Regions from separate parts of the Danio rerio genome. Here region 2 is linked to region 1. A link is a contact called in public HiCAR-type data. All regions are on one chromosome and are shown on one strand. Each heading gives the region's core, a stretch centred on a gene start, on an enhancer-like site or on the middle of the called end of the contact. The rest is flanking DNA. Distances are from core to core; before and after follow the strand shown. Region 1 holds the start of pknox1.2 (pbx/knotted 1 homeobox 1.2). Region 2 holds the start of cryzl1 (crystallin, zeta (quinone reductase)-like 1).

Region 1 (6,604 bases), core at 2,841-5,340:
TATTAGTGATTTCTGAAGGATCATTTGACTGAAGACTGGTAGTGAAGTTGAAAATTCATCTTTAAAATCACTGGAATAAATAAAATGAAATCAAATTATAAAGTTATTTTATAGCGCAAAAACATTTGACTATTGTACAATGTGTTCTGTATTTTAGATTAAATAAATGCAGATTTGGTGAGCAGGAGAAGCTTATTTTAAAACATTTAAAAATCTCACCGACACCAAACTTTTGACCTGTAGTGTATATGTACATATATACACATATATGAAGAGTTCAAAGGCTAAAACCTCTAAGTGCCTGAAATCTGAAATTTTCTTCTAAAACAAGAATTTTTCTCAGCATTTTTTCATTGTATGGTAAATGTCTCTTTTCATTGCCTTTAAAGTGAAATAATTAATTTATACTACTAATACAGACTACAATCATTCCTCACTCACATGCCTGGTTAATGTTTTGCTTTATCTCAATGACAGTTAATGGTAGACAAAAGCATCATTTATGTTAAAAAGGGAGAAAACCCTGACTACTGATTTACTCTCTTTTTTACTACATTACAAGTAGCCTAACACAAAATATACTTCTGTATATGAAAATAAAATAGTTTCAAAATGAAAATATGACAAACTTAACTGGAAATAAGAGAATTTGCAAACTGTGGGTCTGTCCTTATCAGAGTCTATGAACAAGGCCCATTACCCACAGTTCTGCTGGTTTCTCCTCTCATTCGTACAGTTTGTCCTTTATAGTTGGACAGGCCCACATGATTGAGTGCATGTGATGGAGAGCAACAATAGTGTTGATTGAAAAGGGGGGAAATGATAAAAATATTTCACGACTGCTGGAAAATCTCGGGTTAGTCTCGAGTCTCGCTATCGCTCCATCCGATGCCGCAGAGGTCAGACTTCCCAGAATTCACAAGACATCAATCACAGTGTCAGATGTTAGATTGCTACGTTTACAAAACCGTTAATGGTTTTTATTGCAATGCACGGATACGGCGCACTCACACCAAACAAAAACCAGGCTGAATTATCTGGCAACACAAACCTGTTCAGCCTCTTGGTAATCCTCCATGGACACCGATGGGGATGTCATCATAGTTACTGTTGCCGTGGACAACGCTGGGGCATTCTATAAAGCTGATCTTCAGCACCGCTATAACTGATACAACAATAGAAACTCTGATGTCGACGAACTGTAAAACATAATATGCTGCTTTAAAATGCAATATCAACAATATATAATTACACAAATAAAACTGTGCTTTACATTCTATACATGTAATATTTTATTCACATATCATATGCAAATACATGCATGCTAATTAGATTTTAAAGTGCATAACTACTATTTGCTATTATACTGATAGCAAACAGAGATTTTAAAAAGATAATTATATTAATTTTAGCATTTCTGCACAATTAATTAGCTAGCTATTATTAAAATGACAGTAATAATTACTCCTTACATTTATACAGCAAAGCGCTTTACACATTGGGGGAATCTCCTCATCCACCAGCAATGTGCAGCATCCACCTGTATGACACAACGACAGCCATATTGCGCCAGACCGCACACCAGCTGATTGGTGGAGGAGGCAGAGTGATGAAGCCAATTATGATATGGGAATGGTTAGGAGGCCACGATAGACAGAAGCCAGTGGGCAAATTTGGCCAGGATGCCGGGGTTAAACCTCTACTCTTTTTCGAAGGACATCCTGGGATTTTTAATGATCACAGAGAGTCAGGACCTCGGTTTAATGTCTCATCCGAAAGACGGTGCTCACTGAACAGTATAGAGTCACCTTTACTATACCGGGGCGTTAGCACCCCCACAGACCATAGGTTGGGTGCCCCCTGTTGGCGTCACTACTAATCATGTGAGTTGCAAAGAGCTAGATGCCAGCAAATAGGACTTAAAATAACTTTGATTATTAATTGTGAAGCACTTCACTTTATTATAATCATTATATTTTACATGTAGCTATTTTATTTGACAAAACTGTGTGCAAAGTAACTTTCATTTCATTACATTTCTGCACATTTCAATTGACATAATAAAATATTATAGTTAAAGTGTGTAAAATAAATTTATTTTACTGCACAATCCATTTGCTGTTTTTAAATATAATTATTAAACAAAGAACACACGAAACAGCTCAAATGTCAGTCTCTTATTTTTGCACAGTTGATTTGCTATTGTTACATATGATCGCAAATTAAAATATAATTTAGAATGCCATTAAAAAATATAAATATTATATGTTATAATATGTATTTACATATAAATATTACAATTGACAACAACTTAAAAATACCGTAGTTTGAGCCATTTTTGGACACTTAATTTGCTATTGCCATGCTATTGTACACACAACTTTGCTTATTTGAAAGTAAGCATCGCGCAAAAAAAACAAAATTTTCTGCAGATTCAATTTACTATTACTAAAAACGATAGCAAATAGTGCACAAAATCATTTTAATTTCAGCATTTTTGCACAATTCATTTACTGAATTTGGTAGTAAACAGGACTCAAAATAACTGATTTTATCAACTGTTGCACACTTAGTTTGCCATTAAATTTTAAATTCAACGAATATACTTGACAGTAGATAGTGTGCAAAGTAACTTTAATTTCAATATTTGTCGGCTCATTTTTACTTTCTATTGCGAATAGAGTGTAAAAACAAACTAAATTTCAGCACCAAACTATTATAGTAAACAAATCATTTGCTTAAACATAATGATTACATTTGACAGCAAATAGTGCAGTTAACAACATAAATACCATTTTTGATATTTTACTATTTAATATAATTGCAACGTTTGAAAATGAACTTTGAACTTTTTTTACACACTCCTATTAAATATACATATAAATAGAAATAGTAGTTGTAAAAAATACATTTCAGCAAATGTTTCTCACTTTATATGATGGTAAACAGTTCATAACAACATTTACGCTGATTTCATATTGTATTATTACAACTGAAAAAGAGCAAAATTACATACATTTCAGCGTTTTGGCACATTTCATATGGTATTATTAAAACTGATAGTAGAGAAATCAAAATTACATGAATTCTAGCAACTTGTGCACTTTATTAGCTCAATTGTACACAACTACATGTGCTGTCAATCAAAACTTTGTGCTTTACTGAAGTGATGTGTACAGATAACGTTGCCTTCCATTAGCTTTCTTCGACATACCAAAACAAAACAATGTTTTACATCCATAACCACAGCAACATCTGCAGTGCTTTCAGATGAATACGAACCGGCGATATAAATAGCAGCATCATTAAATATAGCCGTGAGGGATCTGCACTGCAACGCGCCTTCAGCAAGCGAGTGATTATGTCTTCGAACACCTAAAAAGGCTCTCCATTTAAAAACAGAAGCGTTCACTCATTAATCATCTCAATTTCTCGTCACATCTTCGTCATGTCTATTTCTCCAGCAGCTCCAGATGACTGTATCTCATTCTCTCTATTACTGTAGGCGCCATGTTTGTCCGCTCAACAATCGCTACATGTTCATATCCATAGTCAGTGTTTTCATTCGAAGAGCCGAACGCCCGCGAAAACCTCTGACGCAATTAGTAAACGGTTACAATTATGCGTCATGACGAAAAAAAACTAAAACTCAGCCTTCAAGAGTTTTTTCCGACTTATAACGTCTTCAAATATCGCGTCTGTCTCTTTAAATATAATAAAAGGCTGCCCATAATCGCCTATCAATCAATCTAAGGGACATCGGGCTATCCCTCCCCACTAGAGCCGCCGCCATTCGCACTTCTACAAAAGATCATTAAAAAAAGAGCTGGGCCTTGACTGTGTGTGTACGTCGAGCCAGAAAATTTCCCCCGAAACCGCCGTCCAAACATCAGATTTGAGCCCAAAAGCCTCCAGACCGCGCGCCTCCCACGGAAGCTCGATCTTATGCGCCGAGTGCATTTTTAGCGCGCGGCCCAGATCGCCTGATTGATAGGGAGTCGGAAAAGAAGATTTTGAGTGACAGCTTACCTTAGTGCCAATCTTCGTCACAATGACAAGCGGCTGCAGCAATCGGGACCCGCAGTTCTTCCATGTCGTCACAGCGTAACGGCACGCAGGCAACTTTGCTCATGAATATTGATGAGGTGGGAGGAGACACGGCGGTGCAGGGGAAAAGTGCTCGCCCCCTGGAGACTTCTGTGCGGGGGTAACGGAGTTATGAAGTACAGTGCTCACATATTTGAGTACACCCCTCACAAATCTCTCATTTAAATCAATATTGTTCTGCTTTATGGTGTTATATCTGTGCATATACATTAGTTTGGTCAGTATTGAAGCCAAATCTGGAGCTAATCTAACAAAATAACTTACAATAATGGTTCAAAAATTAGTAAGCCAAATTTATGTGTTAGGGAAAATATGGAGTCAAATTAGGGCCACATATACTTGCAAAATAAAATAAAAAGATATTTGCAAACAAAAAATAAAGTATTGAGCAAAAAATAATTAAATGCAAATCTCAAAAAAAATTGAGAAATACATTTTGCTAACAAAAATAAAGAACTGCAAAGGGAAATTTTAGTTTTGAGAAATAAAATAATCTAGATAAACTGAAAAAAAATCAAGCATTGCAAAAAATAAAAAAAATAAAATATTTGCAATTAAAAATATACAAATATAGATCTTTTTGCAAAGCATATTTTATAGCATGACCTTTATTTACACAATTGCAATGCTCATTTGCTTTTTAGTCAACCGTGAGCGATACTGTTTTCACTTTGCACTACACATTTCTGCTCTTTTCACTTTGTAGCCCTAATTTGACAAGGGGGCGGAATCAAAGGAACTTGGGCGTTTACGGCAGACCGGTACCTGCCTCCATTTAAGCTTTGCATCATTTGCTTGCCAACCGTCATAAAACTTTGAAAGAAGAAGCTCAAGCAGAGCAGAGGCACAGGAGAGAAGTTCAGGTATATCTAACTGATAGATGATAGCCCCCTTGTCAAACCAGGGCCGCAAAGCGAATCATGCAGAAATGTACAGTACAAAGTGAAAACAACATTGCAAACTCACGGTTGACTAAAAAACAAATCAAAATGAGCATTGCAATTGACTGAACGGGTTTTGTAAAGGCGATGCAATAAAAATGTTTTGCAAATATTTACAGTTTTTTATAGTAAATATTTTAGTTTTTTTTTTTTTGCACTGCAGTTTTACTGTTGTTGTTTTTTTGCAAATTTCATTTTTATTTCTCAAAAATTAAATTTCGCTTTGCGATTTTTGAAGATTTGCATTTATTTATTTTTTTGCTCAATACTTTATTTTTTGTTTGCAAAACTTTCTTTTATTTTGCAAGTATATGTGGCCCTAGACTAACACCATAAAAAAATACTAAATAACATTTTCGAAAATAGCAAATCATGAGAAACAAAAAATAAATATAAACAATTTCGTTGAAATTTTTCTAGTTTGTAATTTTATTTGCATGAATTTAAATGTATTATCTTTCCATTTCTAAAGATGTCCTGTGACTAAAATAGTATTTCAATAAATATAATAAATCTGTTTTGTTCAAATGCACTAATATTTATAACCCATGTTCACTGAGAAATAGATCAAAATATTCATTTTCAAAATGGGGTGTGCTCATTAACACTAAGCACTGTATGTATTGCACATTATATATATATAAAAGAACATTTTGATAATGTTAAAGTTCAATATTTATTTTTGGTTTCCCTTTTGTTTTGTTTTGCAGTTCTGTAAGTGCATGGAAGACTTTTATAAAGTAATGACATTTAAAAGGAGCCCTCATCAATGATATACTCCTGACAATGCCGGGGTGAGCTTTTCATTTTGAGTCGCTTTCATCCAGTACAGGCTCTGGAAAAATAAAAATCGAAAAGTTAGTTCAATTTTAGTTTATAGTTTAGTATATAAGTTTAATATTCATTGTATACAGGATGTGAAATATACATTATTGATGAGGGGAGGTTAACTTTTATATTACTTTGTGTAATACATGCTACAGTGAATCAAATTAAATCAACACTGGAAACTGAACTGTTTAAATTTACTCTAATCTTCTATGTGATGCTGCATTGGCACAATCTGTAAAAGCACTATACAAATAAATATGAATTGAGTTGAATTGAATTAAAGGGGGGGGGGGGGTCAATTTCCCAATAAATCCCCCTGCAATTCACACCCTGATTGTATGTATGGAACAACGTTTTATACTCATTATATTACTATATTTATTTAAACATTTGAATTTGTCTGTATGTTTTATTATAAATGTATAGTTATGATAAACTGCGTTTTATAGTCATTTTTTTATGTGAAAAGTTGAATTTATTATTTTATGTTTATGTTTTGTTTTAAATGAATCTAAAATGTTTTTGGAGGGAATATGTAGTTATGTATGTTGCTCTTTATAGTATTGTATTTATTAATAAATGCACTTTTTTTTTACAAATTAATTACTTTTTAAATACAGATTAAATATATATTTATATTGCTTTATGTAACTTTTTAGGTATTTTTTAACAAATTCTATAATTCTTTTAATTTATTTACGTTTTGTTTTATTTAGATTTACTTA
Region 2 (6,604 bases), core at 1,423-3,922, 110 kb after region 1:
GCTGAACAGGTTTAAGACCAGCCTGACCTGAGGGAAAGTCTCCAGCTGCACAGCTCATAAGATCTCGTAAACCACCCTCCAATCTGACAGTGTTTACATACTATACAGGACTGTGGCTTAAAGACAAAGCACCCAAATCCACTGCCAGACTGCACTACAGGATCTGAGCCTTAATCACCAGACATAATCACAGGATAATAACCCATGTTTCTCCTGGCTAGTATGCATACACACAAACACACATGTGCACTGGAGAAAAGATGGAGTCGTCATCATCATGCACACTTGAGCATCTCCATATGCAAGTGCTACAGATGAGACCTGCAGCCATGTGAGAAGATGAGCTGGTGGTCTTCACTGACCAAACTCACTCTTTCTACATCCTACATGTAACACACATGTCCTCAGCCCTCTCGAGGTCCTAATAATCCACTATATCCATGTGTTTTACCACAGAGGTGCAGTTTTTGAGCTGCTGTCACTGATAAAAACATACCAGCAGCCGTTAGCAAGACTGCTAACTAAACCAGTAAATCAGAGCAGAGGTTTAACGTTAGCTGCAATCTCGGCGTGGAGAAGGGGAGCTTACAGAGGCCTGTTTTTATGAATAAATGACTATTGTACTTATTGATGCGGTTTCTGAATGGAAATGACCGTTGGAGTGACCGTTGCAGAGCATATGCTAGTGTATGGAGACGAAGCGCGCCCTGAAATCCTACAGATTCCTCCTCCTCCTCCTCCCGCAGTCACTGTCATAAAAAGGACAATCGGCCTGAGCTCAAAAACAGTCTTCTTACCTCATCATTCAGTTTCCATTATGACTCCAGCACTCTGCGAGGGAATCAACTAAAGGGGCATGAGGTGACAGGCGGAGGCTCTTCTGTCCTTTTTTGACGCTCGAGGTAAATTCCAGGCGTTATTTGGCTGCTGCTTGTGTGGCTCCTCGTTTCCTCTGTGCAGCTTCGCTAGTAGTGAAGTAAAAGGGGGAAAATGAAACGTGCGGACGTCATTGGGGCGTCCGAGTCTGCCTGTTTACTGCACATAGAGGGCGCTCTGCGGCCCAAATTAACCCATAGCACTTATATATCTCTTACAAGAAAATAATAATAATAATTCATAAAAATATAATAATTAATAAAAAATAATGCAAATAATAGCACTTTTATATCTTTTACAAGATAATAATAATAATTAATAAAAATGTAATTAATACAAAAATAATAATACCTAAAACGTGAAAACAAGATAAATAAATAAATAAATAAATGTGGCATTAGCAATAAACAAAAAGAGAAAAAAAAGAACAAAAACAAATTTAAAAGATATCCTTAGAAAGGTTGTCAAAATGCATAATAACCCGATAGCGCTTCTGTTTACTGCATACAGTAGAATCTTAAAGGGATAGTTTGGCCAAAAATAAACATTTACTCATTATTTTCTTGCCTTCACTTGGTTCTAAACCCTTTTTATTTATTTTATTATTATTATTTTATTTTATTTTTTGCTGAACTTAAAACAAGATATTTTGAAGAATGCTGAAATTCGGTAACCATTGAGTTCCATAGTATAAAAAAACAAACAAGTACTATGGAAGTCAACGGTTACCAGTTTCCAGCTTTCTTCAGAATATCTTCTTTTGTGTTTGGGGCCCACTAAAGGCCTCAGTAAATTTCCAGATGATTTTCTAAAGTAAGAAAAAATCAGGTTCACTATAAGATAAAATGGCTTACATCAAGATTTAAGTTTTATTTTATTTTAATTTGTCATTTATTTAAAAACTGAAGTAAAAGCAAAACACAGGAATATTAAAATTACTGGAGCTTCTAAATTTCTAATGATGTTAAGTTTTTTTTTATTAATTTCAACAATCTAATGTGTAAATTGTAAAACAATTTTGAAGGGCGTCCAGGTCACAAAGTCCTATAATTCATTAATTTTCTTTTTGGCTTAGTTCCTTTATTATTCAGAGGTCGCCACAGCAGAATGAACCACCAACTAATCCCAGTAATGGGTTGCGGCTAGAAGGGCATCTGCTGCATAAAATTCATATGCCAGAATAGCTGGCGGTTCATTCCGCTATGGCGACCCCTGATTAATAAGGGACTAGCTAAGCCTAAGATAAAATAATAAATGATTATTACATAAGTTATTCTGTGAATTTTTTTTTCTTGCATAGAAATTATACTACAAAAATAATTATTACAAATGTTTCCCCCAGGTGTGCGTGTTAATTATTTTAAAATAAATAATTTATATTTACATATTTAAAAAAAAAACGTTAATATTGTGCCTTGTGAATTTCCCATGACGTCATTGTCATTTTTTTATTAAGTGTCACGTATGAAACGTCGCAATTTATTGATATGTTATTAGGGTTTATTGACTTGACATTATTTGGTGGAAATATCCAAGTGTTTCTCAGTGATTTTCTTGCTGCATAAAACATATGCTGGATAGGTTGGCGGTTCATTCCGCTGTCGCGACAACAGATTAATAAAGGGACTAAGCCAAATAATGAATGGATGAATATCCAAGCGGTTATCTAACATAATCTCCCACACATCGCGGCGTTTGTCGTTGTCCTCTCTACCCGTTTCCATTTCGACTCACCCTACGTCACTCATTTCGAGTCACGTGCAGGAAATGAACAAAACACTACCGCAGTCAGTCAGCTACAGGCAAATATATATCATACATCATAACAGATGCAGATATTTTATCACCGATCTTGGCGTTTTTAACAGAGACACGCCAGTTATAGAAGGGAAAACAATAGCTTAGATGCTTTACAAGGATGACGTATTCCGGTTGATTTGGACCTTGAGTTTTTGAGTTAGCAGAAAAGATTTAAAGCATGCATTAAATGACATTCAAGTATTATTTCAATATAAAGTATTACGGAATTCAGGTTGTTGCTATTACTTGTATTACCTGTTAAGTGGGCATTAGTCGATTTAAATACAGCTAGAATTGCCATGAAGGGACTTTACTGCAAACCAGGAGACCAAGAAGATGTCAAGTTTGTCTTACAGGAGACGGTGAGAGCTTTCACAGTATCTGTTGGATTTATTTTTATGTCATTTTTAAAATCTGTGTATGGGTCAAAGAGAAAAAATATACATTATTCATTCATTCATTTTCTTGTCGGCTTAGTCCCTTTATTATTCTGGGGTCGCCACAGCAGAATGAACCGCCAATTTATCCAGCACGTTTTTAAGCAGCGGATGCCCTTCCAGCCGCAACCCATCTCTGGGAAACATCCACAAACACTCATTCACGCACACTCATACACTACGGACAATTTAGTCTACCCAATTAACCTGTACCGCATGTCTTTGGACTGTGGGGGAAACCGGAGCACTCGGAGGAAACCCACGCGAACGCAAGGAGAACATGCAAACTCCACACAGAAACGCCAACTGAGCCGAGGATCGAACCAGCGACCTTCTTGCAGTGAGGCAACAGCACTACCTACTGCGCCACTGCTTCACCCTAAAATATACATTATAAAAATATAAATAAAGTTGGCGCCAGTGGTGTAGTGGTTAGCACGGCGACCTGAGTTCGATTCCCGCCTCGCGGTGCTATGCCGATCCTTCCCCTCTCTCTGCTCCCCATGCATGCCTGTATTCTGTTTAATTTATTTGAAAGCTTCTATTATTATATTATTTACTTTTATTTTCTAAAGTCCCCAGCTAATCTGATTGATTCTTATCTGATTATGATCTTCTGATTCTGAATAGCCATTTAGAGTAACAATAGTTTAATTACCTCAAAACTCAGCCATTCTTGTCAAATCTGTTATGTGAAATGATGACGGAACATTATTTTGCTAGTTTATTTATTTTAGCAAAAGTTATTTAAAAAATATTTGCTTGTATTTAATATACTTTCTTCATCATGTACAATCAGTCTAATCGTTTGATGCCCTTTCTGTTTTTTTCTGACAGAGTTTACCCACTAACATTGGCAACCATCAGGTCAAAGTTCAAGTAAAGAGCTGTGCACTAAGTCCAGTTGATTTTAAGGTATGCACACATACACACACACATCTTTGTTTTTCTGAATTGTGGGGACATTCCATTGGTTTTTATACATGTATGATGCAAATTGTATTTACTTTTGCCCAAACCTAACCTTACCCCTTGGGTTGGGTTAGGGCAGGGGTGTCCAAACTCGGTCCTGGAGTGGCTCCCTGCAACACACCTGACTGGAACTTTCTAGTGTACCTAAACAGCTTGATTGGAGTGTTCAGGTGTGTTTAATTGGGGTTGGAACTGAAATATGCAGGACACCGGCCCTCCTGGACCAAGTTTGGGCACCCTAGGTTAGGGCAATATAAAATACAACTTGTATATTATTAAAACAATGGAAATCAATGGAATGTCCCCACAGTTCACAAAAACAAAGTGTGTGCAGTTTTACTTAATGCTTAAACTCATGTTTTCATAAATTACCATCTCCTTGTAATATCTTTGTCTCATCATGTCATGTCATTTTACACACATTTGTTTCCTGATTGTCACAAAAACATGCACACACACACACACACACACACACACACACACACACACACACACACACACATACACACAAAACACACACACACACACACACACACACACACACACACACACACACACACACACACAAACACACACACACACAAACACTTTATCTTTACAAAAAGATAATGAATAATAATGTAATTAACCAAAACAGCAATGAAGCAAATGATGTGTTACAAGCTTCAACATGTTTTAACCGTTGGATATTATAAAGATTTGTTTTGATCATATTAACATCTATTCTATTGTGTTTGTTAGATGTATGAAGACCTCAAGCTTGAGAAGGAGCATGTTCCAGTTGGAAGGGAGATCGCTGGGGTTGTTCTTCAAGGTGTGACTTCTTGTACATTTTACTTCCGGACAGTAATCAAATAAACCTGCCTGATGAATCTGATGGGATGCACATCTTTTTTTCAGTGGGACCCAAAGTGATGTTTTTCCAACCAGACGATGAGGTTGTGGGTAAGAACTTCTTTGGACTATGTGTTTTACTAGAGTCTGCTTTAGGTGTGCATAATCAAATAAACATTTTGCATTTCTCCTCAGGGATTCTCCCATTGGATGCTGAGCAGTCTGGCCTTTGTTCAGTCGTGCTTATTGACGAATTTAATCTAGGTATGGTTTATGTTAGTGTTTCTCAACTGGAACATTTTCAGTGGTTAAAAAAAACAACAGAAGTTGAATTTTTTACTTATTTTGACTTTTATTTTGAAATGCGTGCACGACAACCAGGCCCGGATTGGCTAATCTGGAGGACCGGGAGAATTCCCGGTGGGCCGGTCCGTTTTTTGGCCGCGAGGGCCGGTGTCCATAGCTCCAGAATCTGTTGCTCTCAGCAGTCACACTTTTTAAATTAATTTTTTTACTTACTTGACTACAGTCTTCTTATTCATTATTTTACCGCAGCTCTGCTCTTTTTATATATAACCAGCCTACAGGTTCCTGATGATATAACTCAGATGAGTCAGTTATTTATATGCAACTGTTGTGGTCCAGTGGTTAGTACGTTAGATTACAACACCGCCGACCCGGGTTTGATTCTTGTCTGAGTATGTTTTTCTTTTCTTTTTTAATTATAGTTTTATTGTTAAGACATATAATACTGTTAGGGTTTTTGAACATTTAAAGTTCTAAAGCAGCTGTTTTCTCAAAAAAAAAAAAAAAAAAAAAGACGTAATAATGTAATTAGAAACTGAATTGGAAATGACCTTATTTTGATATAGTCAGTCGTGAACTGGGGTGGGCTGGTCTAAGGCTTGAAACTCCAGGGCTGAAAGAGAGTCCCACTCCGGCCCTGACGACAACCCTACCGTTTGACATGAAATTTCATTTAATTATAGCAACAAATATGTCAAAGCACAAGTACGACCCTGAATATGTAAACTATGGATTTACATATATTGACGACAAAAAAGACTTAAATCCTCAGTGTGTCATAAGTAGCGAGGTGCTCTCACAAGAGAGCAGGAAACCTTTTTAAATTAAGACGACATTTAGAAACCAGACAACATAGTTTAATAACAGTTCAGTTTAGTTCATGGTAACTGAACCTTTCCTTACCCAAACCACTGTTTACAGTATTTGTCGTTTTTACTCTTTAATATTTCTATAATTTGATGCATTTTGTTAAATGACAGCAATAAAATATTGTTCATGAGTAAGTCTTTGTGATTTTCTTATGATTTATCGGTCACTACTTGTGTATGTTAACAAATAAATAAAAATTAATTATAATTCCTAAAATTTTATTGTAGTTCCTAAAAATTTGAGTCGTGGCTTGACCATGTAAAAATTTGGGTCCCATGGCCAAACCAGTAAAGAACCCCTGGTTTATGTTGCATTTCTACCTTGTTCTTAAAGAGGACCTATTATGCAAAAATCACTTTTATAAGGGGTTTTTCATGGAAACTGTATGTTTATAGCCAGCATCTCATTGTGAAAATATTTCTCGATTTATTATTTTAATCACACTTTATAAGAACAGTCTGCAGAAACACTTTGATTGTCATTCTCCCTTTGTACATGCCATCAGAGGG

Evidence for each region. HiCAR-type assays count read pairs that join an accessible place to other places.
Region 2: a HiCAR-type map of caudal fin shows a contact between it and region 1, with 4 times the contacts expected there. The contact joins the promoter of cryzl1 here to the promoter of pknox1.2 in region 1. A contact is called at or near these places in 1 of 18 Hi-C or Micro-C datasets (embryo) and 2 of 4 datasets of contacts at active chromatin or transcription factors (caudal fin and embryo).

The regions. Positions count from the first base shown.
Region 1 is chr1:50,287,243-50,293,846 of GRCz12tu, forward strand. pknox1.2 (pbx/knotted 1 homeobox 1.2) reads right to left here and starts at 4,091. Exons shown (of 11, transcript XM_702776.8): 1 at 4,030-4,091; 2 at 1,052-1,199. The coding sequence starts at 1,102. It overlaps si:dkey-22n8.3, which reads right to left. Exons shown (of 6, transcript XR_012408083.1): 5 at 5,797-5,883; 6 at 4,113-4,197. It overlaps LOC141386345 (a long non-coding RNA gene), which reads left to right and starts at 3,555. Exons shown (of 3, transcript XR_012408173.1): 1 at 3,555-4,207; 2 at 5,759-5,842.
Region 2 is chr1:50,396,051-50,402,654 of GRCz12tu, forward strand. It overlaps cryzl1 (crystallin, zeta (quinone reductase)-like 1), which reads left to right and starts at 2,673. Exons shown (of 12, transcript NM_001002633.1): 1 at 2,673-3,038; 2 at 3,951-4,028; 3 at 4,827-4,899; 4 at 4,986-5,030; 5 at 5,115-5,183. The coding sequence starts at 2,976. It also overlaps a transcript of itsn1 not described here.